2 separate regions of the Mus musculus genome follow, and region 2 is linked to region 1. Evidence: chromatin contacts called from public promoter capture Hi-C data. All regions are on one chromosome and are shown on one strand. The core of a region is the stretch at or near the end of the contact, and the rest is flanking DNA. Distances in the headings are between cores, read along the strand shown. Region 1 has its middle 65 kb from the start of Gm40746. Region 2 holds the start of Galnt4 (polypeptide N-acetylgalactosaminyltransferase 4).

Region 1 (2,700 bases), core at 194-2,693:
GTCTTAGCTAAGAAGCAAAATGATTGGGTCAACCAGACATTTGCAAATTCATTTGCATTTCTGTGGAACAAATCACTTGCAAAGGGGCTGACAGACTTTGGACATGGAAGAGGGCTTAGAGCCCACTAAAACTTTTGAAGATCCTGCTGTCTTCTGTCTTGTCAATATGGTCTGTGCCATTCTTAGAAATACAGTAGTCTGACTAATAACAGGCAAATGTACAAAGGAAATAAAGGTAATAAAAATTTAAAATTCAGAATATAATAAGTCCTAGAAATGTATTTCTTTTACAAAATTAGCTTTGACTTTGAACTTGAAGAGCCTTACTTCTGAGGGCTCTTTAAAATGGGACATCTGCCACAATTCAGAGGCCCATTGTCTTTGAAAGCACATAGAACAGTCTAGTCTAGTGGTTCTCACCCTTCCTAATGACATAACATTTTAATACAGTTCCTCATGTTGTAGTAACCCCTGACCATAAAATTATTTTTGTTGCTACTTCACAATTATAGTTTTGTTACTGTTATGAATCATAATGTAAATATTTTTGGAGATAAGGGTTTGAAAAGGGCTTGGAACCCACAGGTTGAGAACCACCCGTCTGCTCTCTGGCTTGGAGCAATCGGGTCAGTAATCTCTGACCCCACTGAGGTATCACTGCAGGTGAGAGCCTGACTCTTCACTAAAAGCAAAGCCCTGAGAAGACCCCAGGAGAACTTGTAACACCAGTCCCACATGGACACTGTTGCTATAAGCATTGGCCGGGACCCAAGAGCCTGAGGACACCTGGACTGAAAACCTCAACCACAAAGTCATGAGGAAGACAACAAGAGACTCTTCACTAGACTGTAAGTTTGTTCTTTGGTGAGACCCTGCAATTGCTGCAGAGAAATGGAAGGTGAGCTAATGTTTATGGTTGAATCCATCGCACCACATCCCCTCCCACAAGATTGCAGAGACTGGGGGTGGAGAAGGAAGAGAGGAGTTGGTAAATATTTAAACTGTTTGGGAAAATTGCTTTGATAACAGTGAATAAAACAAAAGGAACTCAAATTATAGACCTCCTACTTATCTTCAGGAGGTAGATAAGACCCCCACCCCGACCCCAACTGGACACTTGAAACACAGATAGTACAAAGCCCTATGTATGTTCACATACTGGATTAATCCAATGACTGAGTTGTCCACCAGGTGACCGGGTACACCTGGACTGGGTAAGATCCACAGAGTGGATTCACTGAAAAATGTATATTACTGTTTATATACAATAGTGAGATTTTATTACACTGCAGAGAAGAACTGCAACTTAAAACTTACAAATTGCTCATTTCTGGAATTTTCCATTTACTATTTTTGGATAACAGCTGACCACGGTTAGTGAAACCAACAGAATGTGAAACCTCAAAAAGCAAGCCTGAGTTTAGCAGGCAAGGGTGAAAAGATGACTAGAGACAATGGAGCTTCCAACAAGGAGTCTCACTGAGGGAGGAGTGCTTTCAAAGCTCTAGAGGTGAGAAAGACCCTGGCGCATTCAAGGACATCAAAGGAAGTGAAGAAACCAGAGATCAATGTGGTAGCTCTTAAGCTTGAAAGTTGAGATGGGGCCACTTAGATGTGGATTTTAGTCTATCCTGAGAGGCACTGAGAGCTGGTAGGGGGTAAGATCCTAGGTAGCCCCAGATATTTGGGGAACTGGGGCTACATAAAGCAGACATGTTTCTTTCCTGTGGGACTCTTCAAAGACTATAAATACTGGGCATGCACTGAGAACCCCTATAAACTGGAGTAGATGCAGGTTTTCTCAATCTTTATGGGACAAGGGATGCCTTCAGAATTTTTTCCCACCACACTCTATATGATCCCCAAATTCTGTCCTCTGGGATACCATTTTGGGGAATGCAACTCAGATAGAATTAAGACTGTGTGTGGGTGTGGAACATATCCCTATATGGGCTCCCTTAGAACAGGCCTGTCCCTGGGTTCTCCTACAACCAGCAACAGACTCTGCTCCCTGCAGTGCACGGGACTGTAGTCTCTGATCCTGGGTAGTACAAATGTCCATGATCTACCAGTTCAAAGAGTTTCTTGGCTATTACCTGAAACCACCGTGGGAACCTACCGCCAGGCTCCTTGTAGATTTTCTATCATTATGTCCTTCAAACATCACTCTGAATTTCATGGTTCTTTCAGGGGTGAATATGAATTTTCATCTTGTTTTCGCAAGATGGGGTGAAGCTATCTACTGCAGCTCTTAAACTCAGCAGCTCATTGGGCTGTGTTTATTTTCTTCCTCTTTTTACTTTGGAAAGATGGGAAGGGGTGGTCTAAAGCTATCAGGAGGTCAGTGTGGCATACTCTGTGCCTGTCAGGCAGGCCTTTTAGGTGGATATTACAATCGTAGTCATGACCAACTGGGATGGCAAATTTTAGGAGACGTTTCTCCCCAAAGCAGAAGTGAAATGATGGCTTGTCCAGAGATGAGGATGAGATGAATCAATGTATCAATGACTCTTATTTGAAAAGCTGGAAGCTGAAAGATTAAATTACCAGGTACTAACATCTCATCCTTTATTCTTCTGTGTGTTGGGCAAGGGGAAGTGGGGGGGGGGGGTGAGGCAGGCCCTCATGTGGCCCATGCTGGCCTTGAACTCACTGTATAGCCAAGAATGACTATGAGATGAGTGAGAGTTTTCTAATCCT
Region 2 (2,700 bases), core at 182-2,681, 3.0 Mb before region 1:
TCGGCCGCCCGCGCGGTATTCTGTAGGAAGTTGGGGCGAGCATAGGGCGCGCGCTTGGGAAACACGTGGCCCACGTGCGAGCATGGGTGGATCTCCAGCTTGCCGCCACACTGCCAAACCCTGAAAGACAACTCAAGGTTTTCGCCTCCCCAGACTTCCATGCCAGTGTCATAGGTGCCCAGGTACTGAAAATACTTCTTGCTGACAGCAAACAGTCCTCCTGCCATGGTGGGGGACCTGATGGGGTCAATTCTTGACGTTCGCCTGTCCCTTTCATGTTTGGGGACAGAATGCCACTGGAAGGTCAAACGCCAGTCAAACCCACCAATCATGGGCTCCCCGGTCTGCATGTAGAATTCGAAAGTGTTCCAGTCAATAGTGTCGATGACAGGACATACGATTGCGGTTTCGTCTCTACTGATCCTCTCCAAAAGTGGTTCCAACCAACCAGTGTTACACTCACAGTGACAATCCAGGAAAGTGAGGACATCCCCGGTGGCAAAAGTGGCCCCAATTAGACGGGCCCGGACCAGCCCCTCTCTCTTATTGGTTCTAATCAAGCGAACTCTCTCCAGGTTGCTGATGTAAGTTTCAAGTTGCGCCTTCAAATAAATTCTATCACTCAAGTCATCCACCAAGATGATCTCCTTTAAAAGCACAGCTGGAGAAGTTTCTAAAACACTGTGAATGGTCCGAAGCAGAGTGGACCAGGCTTCGTTATAGAAGGCGATGATAACGGAGGTGGTGGGGAGCGACCTGTAGTGGAACTTCTTGGCTTTACACTCATACATTCTTTTATCCTCTATGTGGCGGTGCAGGGAGATCCTGTCACTGAGGTAAATGTTGATGGCATATCTCTCAATAAGTTCTTCTTGCTGCTTCAGTTCCCCCTCGTTGAGCTGGAGTTTGCTTGCTCTCCCCCATTCCCCAAGAGCATGGGAATCTGCAGGGGGCTTTATATAAAGAGGCTGAGACAAATCCTCTTCCCTTGTATCAAGGTCCGGGAGCCGCCTTGGCCCCAGCTCCCTGGCACCGCCGGCTCCTGGAGAGGCATACAAAGTGGAGACTGAGAACTCCACCAGAATATAAGCCAGTGTTAAAAGGGCCAGCAGCAGGCAGCTCTTGCCTGCCCAGGTCCACCTCACGGCCATCCGGATCCTCACGGGTCGTGTGTAGACGCGGCCACCGAGCCAGCACGCGGGGAAAGCGCCGCGGATCCTGAAGCTGGAGTTCCCGGCTCAGGTAGGGGCGAACTTCCGAGAAGGTTCCTCCTTTCATGTAGGCGCTCGGCTCCTTTCCGACACCGGAGTTTCCCAGGGGTCACTTGAGACCCCCTCGCTCCCCGGCCTCTGGTGGTGCTCAACTGGTCGGTCCCCACTTCCTCCTGCTCGTCTCAGAACTTTTCACAAACTCTCCAGCCAATACTCCACCCTCCTCGGGCCGATCACAAACCCCTCCCCTTCCCACTCACTCCTCCTGGTGGTTAGTTCACGAAAGTTGTCTGTCAGGCCGGGACCAGTCGAGTCCTTACCCAGCAAAGACCCAGGGACCCAGAGTGGCCGGGTACATCCCATCGCGCCTGGCTCACTCAGGCAGGGATGGAAGAAAGGCTTTCTGCCAAGTGAGCTTTGGTTACTGTCAGAAAAGGAAAGAAGAAAGAAAGGAAAAACAAAAACAAAAACAACTTACCAATTTGTTTGCAGTTGGGGCTGAAGTCAGCGGAGGTGATGGCAGCTTTGTGACCTTTAAAAGAACGTTCCAGAATCGGATCCTCCTAGGATGGAAAGTTGTTAGGTTTGAAAGCAGGTGCAGAATTCCAGCTCTCGACATCAGACGTCAACGTTGCCTGTCCCCCGGGATCGAAGAGGAGGACCCCGCAGCATCAGCGGGCAGCGAGAGAGGCGTGGGCATTACAACCCGGCTGAGAGGCTCGGGCACTGCCCCAGCTTCCATCCGGAGGGGTCCCCACCATCGGGAGGAACCCCCAGCCCAGGCACCAGGGCGAGCCGCCGAGGGACCCGCCCACCGCACCGAGCTGCAGATGCTCGCCGAAGCCTCCCGCGCTCTTTAAACCTCCCTGGTGATTCTGACGCAGGCGCGCCGCGGGAACCCAGCCGGCGAGTCCCGGAGCCAGCTCCGCCTCAGCCCCGAGCGCCGGGATCTCTCCGGGAGCAGCGCTCACCGCTCAACCCGGGCACGGCGTCCCGCTCCGGGGAGGTGAGCGAGCTGCGGAGCTCCGGGTCTCGGGGCTACCTCCCAGGCCTGCCAGACTCGGCGTGGTTCCCCTCCTCCCGGTCCCGCCGCCCAAGGATGATCGGCTCCGGTAGCGGCGGGGACCTTACCAGGCCGGAGGCCATGCGGGGAGCGGACGGCGCCCGGGGCCTTGGGGGACCAGGGAGGGGTGGGGACGAGGGGGGACCGTGCGGCGCCCGGAACCGTCAGACTGGAGTGCGGGCGCTTCCCGGTCACTACAACAACGGCGGCCCAATCAAAGCCCGCGCTCCAGGCGTGGCCAGACGAGCCCCGAGACGCCGCGCGCGCGCGCGCTGCCGACAGCCGAGAGCCTGGCGGGAGCGCGCCGCGGGGGGTCCGCCGCGCGCGCACACAGCGAGCCCCGCGAGCTTCGGAGGTAGCGGACTACCGGGTTGTTGTCGGGAAGCGGGTTGGGACTTGGAGAGAGAGAGAGATGTGATCGGTGGT

The links. Promoter capture Hi-C pulls out the DNA fragments that hold promoters and counts their contacts.
Region 2: a promoter capture Hi-C map of hippocampal neurons shows a contact between it and region 1, with 5 times the contacts expected there. The contact joins the promoter of Galnt4 here to the enhancer-like site in region 1. A contact is called at or near these places in 3 of 39 promoter capture datasets (hippocampal neurons, liver and pre-B cells) and 4 of 115 datasets of contacts at active chromatin or transcription factors (astrocytes, large pre-B cells, stem cell-derived neural progenitor cells and 1 more).

What each region holds. Positions count from the first base shown.
Region 1 is chr10:96,114,179-96,116,878 of GRCm38.p6, reverse strand. No RefSeq gene overlaps it. Among named protein-coding and RNA genes, the nearest start is that of Gm40746, 65 kb to the left of the region's middle. Within about 2 kb of position 1,443, at least 13 of the 459 cell types and tissues checked have an H3K27ac peak or open chromatin away from gene starts, as enhancers often do.
Region 2 is chr10:99,106,866-99,109,565 of GRCm38.p6, reverse strand. Galnt4 (polypeptide N-acetylgalactosaminyltransferase 4) reads right to left here and starts at 1,431. Exons shown (of 1, transcript NM_015737.4): 1 at 1-1,431. The coding sequence starts at 1,151. It overlaps Poc1b (POC1 centriolar protein B), which reads right to left and starts at 2,484. Exons shown (of 12, transcript NM_027740.7): 1 at 2,343-2,484; 2 at 1,690-1,774. The coding sequence starts at 2,357.